Linked DNA regions of Ostrinia nubilalis: region 2 is linked to region 1. Evidence: chromatin contacts called from public Hi-C data. All regions are on one chromosome and are shown on one strand. The core of a region is the stretch at or near the end of the contact, and the rest is flanking DNA. Distances in the headings are between cores, read along the strand shown. Region 1 holds the start of LOC135086126 (zinc finger protein 1 homolog). Region 2 holds the start of LOC135086233 (heat shock 70 kDa protein cognate 5).

Evidence for each region. A called contact is a pair of places that touch in the nucleus more often than the background predicts.
Region 2: a Hi-C map of whole larva shows a contact between it and region 1, with 6 times the contacts expected there. The contact joins the promoter of LOC135086233 here to the promoter of LOC135086126 in region 1. A contact is called at or near these places in 4 of 5 Hi-C or Micro-C datasets (whole body and whole larva).

Annotation. Positions count from the first base shown.
Region 1 is chr30:2,898,493-2,904,299 of ilOstNubi1.1, forward strand. LOC135086126 (zinc finger protein 1 homolog) reads right to left here and starts at 1,268. Exons shown (of 5, transcript XM_063980930.1): 1 at 1,060-1,268; 2 at 618-750; 3 at 64-144. The coding sequence starts at 1,188. It overlaps LOC135086212 (zinc finger protein 34-like), which reads left to right and starts at 1,544. Exons shown (of 5, transcript XM_063981016.1): 1 at 1,544-1,810; 2 at 2,521-2,677; 3 at 3,412-3,510; 4 at 4,783-4,950. The coding sequence starts at 1,658.
Region 2 is chr30:3,056,301-3,061,942 of ilOstNubi1.1, forward strand. It overlaps LOC135086233 (heat shock 70 kDa protein cognate 5), which reads left to right and starts at 3,011. Exons shown (of 14, transcript XM_063981060.1): 1 at 3,011-3,246; 2 at 3,458-3,513; 3 at 5,246-5,333. The coding sequence starts at 3,145.

The DNA.
Region 1 (5,807 bases), core at 18-2,517:
GGGATCCACGCGTACGAAGTCGCGGGCAGCCACTAGTACAGAAAATAAAGTTTATGTATGTACCCGCATCAGCCAAGAAGTAATCGTCTGAGTCGTCGCCACTCTCTTGAATAGGCTCCAGCTTTATTTCGAAAGGCTTTTCATCTGTGAACAAGTACAATATTCTGTTAGGTTGTGTATAATAGGTATATTATGTTTCTAAATTCTACATCTCTATTTTCAGTTTAATTTCTGAGTATGGCATAAAACCTTTTTATTGATCGATTGATCACTTAAAAAGAGCGTCTGCTTCATAAGTTAAGCCCACAACTACATTATTGTGTTTTTATTGGATTTTTTTTTAACTTTTTCAATGTATCCAGATGTTCAAGGTACCTTTTGACCTAGGTTTTTCCTTTATTATTATATTGTAATTGTAAATAGTAGTGCTAAAATAGAACACAGATTCAAAATAATAAGCCACATTTCTTATTAGAGTTGAGCTCACTTTAATATAATATAGTAAGAAGATTTTGCAGAATTCTCCCATGCAGCATTTTAAATCCTTACAACAATTTCCAAATTTAATAATTTTTCTGACATATAACTAAATTGAAGCATATGAAACAAGTACATACCTTCATCATAATCTTTGATCATCTTCAGAAATTCCTGTTCAGACTTCAACACTTGTTGTTTGAAGTTGAAGCAGGTTCTCAGGCTCTCAATGCAGGCATCACAGATTTTGGCCTTGTATTTAGAAGATGAGAGCTAAAAATTATTGAATATTAATAATTAATAGAAGGCAAAATAACAAATAGTCCTAGAAGTACATAGGTATTGTTGTATGATACTATTTATTTTAAAGTAATTGTAGTTAAGGGCTAGACAGTGTTATTTAAAAAAATACTAATTTGACGGACTTTTCCACGACTGGCGATTTCTTCCATCTTTGGGACATTATTTATGCTATGTTATTAATGCATGAAAATGACTTCAAAGCAAACAAATACTTTAGAGAAGAATGAAAGAATGTTTAAATGAAGCTTTTATGGGTATAATATGTGTAAATAAACTTACAACAATACTAAAACAATCATTCAACATCTTGGAATAGTTTTCAGCTGTGTTTAACCAAACGTGCGACGCATCCAAATCTTTGTGCATGCCCTGAGATAGGCAACAGCGGCATGTATTTTCCAATTCCATTGTAGTAGGTCTCAGTAATCCATTTATTCACGAAAATTAAATTTCATTCACGAATTGAAAGCCAAAATTCGTGAATTTTGTAATGGCAGTGACATTAATGACATTTTGTTTTTTTTACAGTACTGACAGCAGAAAATATAACCATAGACAAAGAAGTTGACGACGTTAAAGTACGACTATTCAACACTAGATGGAGCTTGTATCTCAGAGCATTTAGTATTTCTACTCGGCGCTAGATGGCGTTAAAAAGGTACTTTTTAATGTCAATGAAATCACGCGATATTTTTTTAAACTAGTATTTATTAGGTTCCATAACTAAAATATTGGCATTTGGCAGGAGGAACAGAAAATGAAATCAAAATGGCGATGATACAGCGAAGCGGTGCAGTGCATTAACGCGATGTTGTTTCTTCTAATTTTTTAAATTAAAACTGTTTTTCAATTCATACTGGTGAATAGGACTGTGATAATGGAATTTGACGAAATTGTTGTGAAGGAAAGCCCGGGGCTTTGCCGGTGCTGTCTCTCCGAGGGATGTTACAAAGACTTGGGGACCGAGTACACTTGGATGAACGAAAACGAAGTTTATGCCGATATGCTGCTTGAATGCTTTGATATTAGTGTGAGTATTTACGTTTAGAGTATTTATTTATCCTTTGAGTTCTACTTTGAGTCATATTACGTAGTTTTCAGTCGAATTTTTCAGTTCTTTCTCCCCCTAGTTTCTCCCCATATAGTGGCTATAGCTAGGTACAAAGTGCTTCTGTATTAACTGGTTTCTTTTCAATTTACGACCCTTCTATCCTTAACATTCAATCGAAGTTCTGACAAAATCTTATTCTTTGCCTAAGCTGCTTGATTCAAACTAGTTTTTAACTTTCTGCCAGATCATTGTTTTTCATATACAACAACAGTCATCTCTGCCTTCAATAAATATCAAAAGGTACTTAGCCATTCAATAGTTAAATTGAAGGTTATTAAAAGTTTCAAGTCAGTAAAAATCAGTAGTTCATAAAGGAATGCTGCATTTATTTATTTAGGAATAGTACTCAGCAAAATATCATTTAAGCATTGGAAAAAAAAAGACAAAATGTGTGATCTTGCATAATATTCAACTTTTGCTGGGTTGCACCATCTTACTTAAACTTTGACAAACATTAAAAATCTGTCAAACCCCATACAAAAAAAACATTGGTTATCGTTATAGTTACCATCAAAGTTAGTGGTGCAACTCAACCTTAACTTAACCTTAACTTAAGTTACATCTAATTAGAAAGTGAAATAAAGAAAAATAATTGGTGCTAGATTTAATAATGCTATTTTATGCAATAGATATCCCAACACAATGAAGGCCCCAACGGCCCCAGCCGGCTTATCTGCGAAGTGTGCATCACACGACTGCGCGACGCCTGCAACTTCAAGAAGCAGGTCCTGGACTCGGAGAAGAAGTTCGTGGATATGATCGGCAGGGGAGATTTTAGGCCTAAAGGTAAGCAGATTTTTTCTTTCTGTGTGTATTGGCAATCAATCCAAGATTCTTGAGCAAATCCATTCTGTGATAAGGAGATAGACTAGCATACTTTGTATATACACTGTGTATATTATACATTGTAAAAAAAATTGCAATAATAAAATAAATGCAAATTATTGCTAAAAGCAGTTTTTCTAAAAACAATATTTTATTTGTGATGTGAAAAATGTTTTGTATGTTTGCAGTTCTATTTTTTAACTCACATCAAAGAAAAAGAAAGAGATGTGCACACTCCAAATGTCTAAGCACAACATCTAATGATTAAATGGTCTTTAGACGTAGATTTTCTACAACATTTTCATTACTTGAAAGATGCGCGCTGTGATAAAAATCTTATCGACGATTTTAGACGATACACCCATAGTGTATCGCGTAAAATCGATAAAATGGCGTGATAAAAGCTTATCGCGGCGCGCATCCTAAACCTAGGTCCCAAGAGCAGGCCAGATCTTGTGGTTTGTTGTTTCCCTCTTGTTTTGTCAGGCCAGCAGCAAGATAGTCATTTAAGCCTATGGCCGCTTTCACATTAGGGCGTGAGAAGCACGGCAATGTGAAGGCAGGCATCTGCTGTTATATAGTTTAAAATTATCGGCAGCGCGTCTGGCGCGCGTTTGTCGCGCTGCTAAAGTCGCCTAAATGTGAAAGCGCTCTATATCTTTAAATTGGACTACTATGTACCATTATTGTTACAGTGATGATCTACCAGTCGCAAATGAAGGCGGAGGCCAGCGAGGAGACCCCGACCGAGGACACAGAAGTGGAATACTTAGATGAAATGGACTTCGGAGATGGTACTTCAATTTTTTAATTTAAATTCGTGGTACATAGGCTCATAGTATAGTGCGCAGAACTGACGGCCTGGAGGAGGAGTTTCTGTAGTGGAGGCCACATACTGGAAAACATAGCATGAGACGTCCACTCACAAGGCTGACCAACGACATCAAAAAGGTAGCATGGAAATCATTGAGGGAGACCTTTCAACAGTGGACATCCTATGGCTGAATGATGATGGGCTCTTTTCAGAGCACCTAAACAGTCTCAGACATGTAGCTTGCCCAAACTTCAGGGGTACTTAAGTTACGGTCAAAGTGATAAATGTGATAATTATGAATAATCGCCGGTTATTATGAATAATTACCGCATGATTTGGTAAATGTGATTAATATGAGGTCATTTATGTGTGTATAAAACTAAATAGGCGGCTTAGGGGTGGCCCAAGGGCCATCCCCGCCGCACCTTAACCTATTTTTCACTTTAAATCAAAACATTATGTTATAGGCATCATGGAAAAGTAATATTATGCAAGAAACATTCCAAACTCATTATGCCAAATTATATTAATATATGATATCAAAACGTTCAAAAGTTTGGCTGTACACGAGCTTGTACACAAGATGTTGTTCTCTTTTATGAAATTTGTTAGTACTAAGGTTGAATTATTAAATAATCACTGTTAAATGTGATTAATTTATCACTTTTACCGCGACTGTCGGTAATTATTCATAATAACCGGTTATTATTAATAATTTTCAATTTATCACATGAACCGTAACACATACATATTTATTAGCTGGTGCTGAGAAATAGTGAGGAAGGAAATCAGTAAAAACAAATATTATCGAAAGTACAGTCTATCTGAGTAACTTTGCCTATCAATTTGATGGCGCAGGTACACTATGCAAGAAATTGAGACGTAGCGCGAATGGGCGACACACGTTGACGAAACTAACTGAAGTGTTTGTTTACACATTTCCTCCAAACTCAATCTTATCTGTACATAATTTATTTTGAAACTGATAAGATCGTCGTTCTGCCTCCTTCTTAAAGTTGCTGTGCCCTGACTGGGTCCTAATTGTATAACTGCTTAAATTGTAAGACCTAATGTGAATGTGCTAATGTAGTTATGCAATAAACGATTGAGCTATTATATCTCAACTTATTTCCCGCATAGTAACTGCGCCATAACATTGGCTCAAAATCTAAATGCGAAAAATTTGGGCCAAGTTGTCCAGATTGACTCTAATTCAGTTCAGTTATTAAATTATTTCATTATCAATCCACAGCAGACGACGAGCCTCTAAAGAACGAAGCCTCCGGCTCAGATATAGCCGTGGAGGCTCTGCCCCTGCCCAAGCGTGGGCGCCCACCGAAGGCGAGAAAAGCCGTGAAAGGAGAAAAGAAGAAGACCAAAGCCGAAGACAGGCCGAAGGCTTCCAAGACCATCGTCAAAGGTAGGTTTCAAAACTTACACCGTTTGTGGGTAGACATTTCTGGAACTGTGAGCAGACTTGGCATAAGATGATTTGTAAAGCCTGGTCCGTGAGCACGTAGAATTTTGCCCAATGACCCGAAGCTACCCATCCTTATCGCTCGCGTGTAATTATATTGCTGTCGCGACTGTGCGACGGGCGCCCGCAGTGAGTGTGCGAGCGCGATAGCAACATAATTACGCGCGAGCGATAAGGATGGGTAGCTTGGGGTCATTGGACAAAATTCTACGTGCTCACGGACCAGGCTTTAGAAGAAGGTATAGATCGTTTCATCCACGAAGACGCGCCCCACCAATGTTTGGTCTCGGTCGCGCGGGGTGCGGGGAGTGTGATCCGAGCAATCCGTAAGGCATTATTGTAGTGTGCGTGTGCACTCATGGATCATTTAGCGTGTACCGATAACACTCAAACATTAGCGGAAGAATGGTGGGGCGCGTCTTGGTGGATGAAACAAGCTTAATGAATTTTATGCATTTTGTAAATAGTAGTTTTATTATGAAGGTATTTTATACCCTACAGGCGTTAAGTTTGCGAAATATATCTTTTTTGGGTCGAAAAATTATAAATTGTTGATTATTGGTAAATTAATTCAAAAGAAATAGTACAATAGTTGTTTTGAATTCAAAAGAGAGATTATGTCTGTTCACAGTTTTACGAAATTCTATCTTTTTGTTTTGAAAGTACTGTGTTGTGATAATTTATCCTATTTACCCACCTACTTCCATCCTTTTGTTAACTTTCTGTAATTTCCGTATTATTTTCCGGATTTTTTAGAGTATAACAGACTAGAATAAACATTTTTTTTTGCCTCATCAAGG
Region 2 (5,642 bases), core at 1,761-4,260, 160 kb after region 1:
CTTTTTAAAGACTGGGCCTCTTTTCATTACAATGATTACTTTCAGATCGCCTGGCGCGCGTGTCTCCTCGAACAGGAAAACGCGTCTCTGCGCGCGCATATCGCCGCGCTCCGCCAGGAGGCGCTAGCGCTGCGAGGTCTACTGGCAGCGAGGGACGAGCCCGCGGCCGCGCCTTCCTCTACTACCGCCGATTAAAGAAACAAGCAGAAGACCTTCCCTGGACTAGACTGCCATCCTCTGGACTAGACTGCCCCCTCTGCTGCCCGCCCCCCCTGACAAGGTTTCCCCCCCTCCTGGACTAGACTGCTTCCCCCTCCCCCAAATCACAGATCAGACTGTGCCCCCATCCCTAGACTAGATAGGATCCTCTCCCTCCACCAGCCTGTCCCCCCTTCCCAAATAGAAGTGAACTGCCCCCCCCCCTCCGTGGATTGAACTGCCCACCCCCCCTCCGTGGATTGAACTGCCCACCCCTCCTCCGTGGATTGAATTGCCCACCCTCTAAATGAGACTGCCCCCCTGGATTAGAGATGGCCTCCCTGTAGTCTCCCTGCTCTCATACTGCTCTCTACTGCTCCCCCCAGAAGCAGACAGCCCCCCTTGGACCAGACACCCCTCTTGACTGCCCCCCTTGTTGACTAGTTCCCCACTCATTTCCCAAGAGAACGCGTCTCTGCGCACACATCGCCGCGCTCCGCCAGGAGGCGCTGGCGCTGCGAGGTCTACTGGCAGCGAGGGACGAGCCCGCGGCCGCGCCTTCCTCTACTACCGCCGATTAACAGCCTCCCCCCAGAATAAAGTGACCCCTCCAAACTAAAGTGCCCCCCTAGACCAAAGTGGCCCACAGACTAAAGTGACCCCAACTAAACAGTCCCCCTAGACTAACCTCTCCTGGATTTAAATACTAAATCGCCCCCGAGTATAAAAAGCTCCCCTAGACTAGCCTCCCCCCAGACTAAACAAAATCGATTCTCCTCGAGCAAGAGACGTTCATAGAAACCTGCCTTGTAATGAGGGTTTTCGCGAATGAAAAATCCGCCAGATGGCAATACGTAGACGCGAGGTCCAAATGCTGCATGATTGGTTATTTTTGACATGACATTGACAGATATGTCAAAATCCACCAATCACGCAGCAGTCAGACCCCACATCCACGTCTCGCCATCTAGCGGATCTTTCATTCGCGAAAACCCTCATTCGTCTTTCATTGTCTAACTAAGAATGGGGGAACCTAAAAAAACTTATAGTATCCTCTCTGGACACGCATTTCTCTCTGTCTCAGAGGCTAGTTATGCCCATGATGACGACCTACTTCTACTCCTTAAGCAAGAGAACACGTCTCTGCGCGTGCTCATGACTAGATTGCTTCCCTCCTGGACTAGAAATACTTCTGCTTATAAAGGGCAGTTGAACCCCCACCCCCCTGGACCAGCTAGCTCCCTTTGTACCAGCAGCTGATGACAAAAAGTTACTATCTCAACCATAGCCTGTCTGCCCTGGAATGGACTGCTCCCCCATGGACTATTAGCCTACCTCATCTCTCCGATTAAATGTGAGAATAACAGCCCCACCCTAGAAACCTGCCGTATAGTTTCTAACCGCGGGGAGATCCCACTCTGGACTAATCTGATCCCCGGACTGTCCCCCAGGACCAGATTGCCCTCATCAGCTCCCACTTCCTCCTCTGGATTAGCCTGATCCCCCGGATTGCCTCCTTAGTCCCCGTTTCCCCCGAAATCCCTACCCCTCCTGTTCTAGCAGCTGATGACAAAATGCGACAGTGTTTATTTGCTTTATGTAGAAATTATTTGCTTGCAATGCATATGAAGCGCATCGGTCAACGTGAATTATTAGTTAGTTCAACGTGAAAATAATAAAATTAGAATAAAAGTTGCCTTTAAAAATTAATTTTATCTTAGTAATTAAGTTACCAAGTATAGATTTGTCGTAAGCAGTGTGATATTTTGATCTCAAAACCGTCCATTTAATGTAGATTTTTAGAATATAAGTATTGTCTACACTAGTAATTACTTTGAGTGTACAAAACGTGTGTAAATAGTTTAATTTATAAACGTAAGGTAGGTATTACTTTTCTGTCTATTTATAAGTTTTAATTATAATAGGCTTTACTAATTACCAATTTATTATGCAAAAAATTGACAAAAATAAAATCTACTAGGTAGTGGCTTTGTTACATAATTTTCAGTTTTCCGCCTTTAATGGAATTTCGTTTTTTGTTTTTTAAGAATGTTTTGGAATAAATAAACCATAATTACATTGCACTTGAACATTTTTATTAAATTAAATTATCTATCATGGTCTTACTAATCGCAAGTACCTACACTACAGTACACTATGCGGGACCAAAGACGTAATAGTGTGAACATCATCTCGGTTACTTTCTCCTTCCCAAAATGTGCCCCAACAACCGTGGGTCGCCCATAGTTCGAACTTCGGTGTGCGGGCTAGCGCTTCAGCTTCGACTTGGAAAATTTTCCGCATAACATAGTGTACTTGCGCCCTAATACAATAAAAAAAAACATTTTGTAGTTCCTGGAGCTAGTATTTCATACTAGCTCCGTATCATATACTTATTTGTAATTTGACTACTCACCACCAGAGTGCGCACTGCGTATTGTATTCTGTTACAATTACTCGCCACTAGATGGCAGTAAACAGTATTTATGGATGTTCGCCTTTTTTACAGGTATAAAACTAAAATACAATATCTTATATATTTATTTCTTTACTGTTGCCACAAATTAAATTACTGTTTCAAATTAAAATATGCTCGATACTTATATTTTTTTAAGATTTATTACATAACATTAGGTACGTTTCCTTTGGAACTAGTGAATGACGTAATAAAAATACTTAACGTGGATTGGCTATTCTACTTTTCTTATTTTCATTGACCAATCACAGTGCTTAAATATTTTTTCTGTGGCATTGAAAACATACTGATTCATTGATAAAACGAGAATGTTCCATGGCGAGCACCATTTTCAGTGTGGCAAGAAAATCGGAGTGTGCCAGAAAAAAAAGTAAAAATTGTTCTTTCATGAAGTTGCGTCACCCACATGTTCTGTTTGAAGTGAATTGAAGTCAAAAAATAAATTAATAGTTGTTTTTACTGAAATAAAAATGTTGTGCGCGACGCGGGCTTTCGGCCGAAAGGCGTTGGAGTGTTCCGGCATCGGAACCGAGTATTACACACAAAGGAATTTCTCGACAATCCTCAAAAACGTAAGTCTCCATTTTATTTGAGAAAACGAATGAAAATCGTTTGTCACATGAGCGGAAAATGTCAAAGGCTTGAATTCCTCGTAGTTGCTTGCAGTATTATTGTAAATATCTATACATTTCTTACGAAAACCTCGCCGGTCTTTACCTCCCACATGGAAAATTAGTTTGACAATTTGTCAGAGAATTTTCAGAGTATTTCTCTAAATTTCAGACTGCTGCGCCAACAGTACCCATCTACCAACGGCATGCGCTTCAATACAGGAATAAGTAAGTAGAACATCTTAAGATTTGCATCAGAATTTCATCATAACCTAACTCTTTTGCTGGGTGACCTTTGAATGCGCTGTATTGTGCCGCACAAGTTTCACAAAATGCGCGTGAAATTTCTTTTCATATTTTGGCCTGTAACATGTCGATTTTGTTCTCTATGAGTTGATTGTGATCCCAAATGATTGGCCCCAAATGTTCTCCACTCAAATATCATTCATATATTTTCAGTTAATAGGTACATTCCACTGTACCTATCCTATACATAATTATCTAGTAACCTAGTGTAGTGCCAAATTTTGTACCTATTAGTTTGGGTAACAGGGAAAATAACTAAATTAAGCATGAGCATCATCAACATTTTGAACCTGTCATTTATGACTCAAATGACAAAATAACTCATGTAATTATATGTGTATAGGTTAGAGTGGGAGACCTGATAAGGGAGATCTTAGTACAAGTCTTAGATTATAACAAAAAAGTAAGACAAGTACTGCACAAGCTACTTGGAAGTGTTCAATGGGAAAATTGTAGGATGTGTAGGAATAAAATTTACAAGTACCAACAGTAAGTGTGAGGACTTGCATACGCACAATAACTGTCTGGCTCAAAACATCTAATTTAAAAGAGCTCGTAAGGTAAAAGTACATCCAGTGTGAATAGGTATTTGCCATTAGAAATTCATGCATGAACGCTTGCTAATATGTTATGTTTACTAGTTTACTTTAACTTGTGCACCGTTGAGCGGTCTCTGTACCTGTGTGCTGTAGGCCTTTGCGGTCGGTGCGACATTGTCGTAGAGTAGATTGTGTTCCAAGACGACATGTCTTGCGAACCTGATACTCATACTACATAAATATTATATTTACTAAATACTCGGGGTACTGCATGCTTATAATTTAGTTTACTTTTAATGGTTGTTGTACAGTCAAATATGTGACATCTAAAGTAGGCAAAAAGTTCACGGTACGTCTTTTTTACATTCGGATTTTTTGGAAAAGGGTTTTTTTTTTCTCTTTGCTTTATCTGCAATCAGTCTCACGACTGAGCGGATGAGTTGTAGTGTCCTTTGCATGATAAGTGTCTTCTCCACTGAGAACACTACTTATTTATGTATTTCTACACTCCAGTGCAGACTCAGGATGTCATGCCTCTTTAGACATTTGCTATAGCTTTGTTGCAGCAGTTCCGAAGCCAGCTCATTTGGAATAGGTTGTGCTGCAAACTTTCTGACCACTTTGATGTCACAAACTGTTTGACGCTGCTGTAAAAATCCTTAGGTTAGGGTAACATACAGTGTTAGCTAGTGAGTCAGTTGTTGTTTTTGCCAAGGGCAAAGAAATGTGACAAATAATGTTGTATCATGCATATTGCATAATTTAACACAATTACATATCATTCTCGTACATTAACACATTGTATAAGTTTTGTCACCTGATGTTAAACTTGGAGACATTTTAAAGCTTCAACCACACCGACGCGTGCAGACCGCCATCGCCGCCGCGATCAAAGGCCAATGACAGGTCGCGCGACCCATGACAGTTCACGCGACCTGTCATTTCCCTATGATGGCGCCGTGATGTGATCCGCACGCGTTGGTGTGGTTGAAGCATTATGGGAGACCAGATGACAGCAATGCTTGTGCCTTGAATTTATTAGCATCTGTTGTACACTGACTGTCCTCATCATCATTTTGATCCGTCACTAACGTCAAATTCTACAATCAACTCAGGTCCGATGGAGTCCGAGGTGCGGTCATTGGTATCGATTTGGGTACCACGAACTCGTGTGTCGCCGTCATGGAGGGAAAGACGCCGAAGGTAAGCATAAACTATGTGACTTGTCAAATATTATACTAAATATCTGTCACTTAGCATTTTAAATTTAATTTATTCGAAGATTTTGCTATTAAAACACTGTTATTGTAAAACTGTTATAAGTACAACCCGATCGAGTTGACAATAGTGACTGAGTTTCTTCCACTGCTTTTTCTCAGCACTGGCTCATTGAATGTTCCGAAGCAGTGGTAAGGTTAATACTGGGACAAAATGAGTAAAAATAAAATGAGTTTTATTAGTTAACTGCGCTCCTGGCAACCGTGACGTCACATCGATGTCACATCGAAAGGG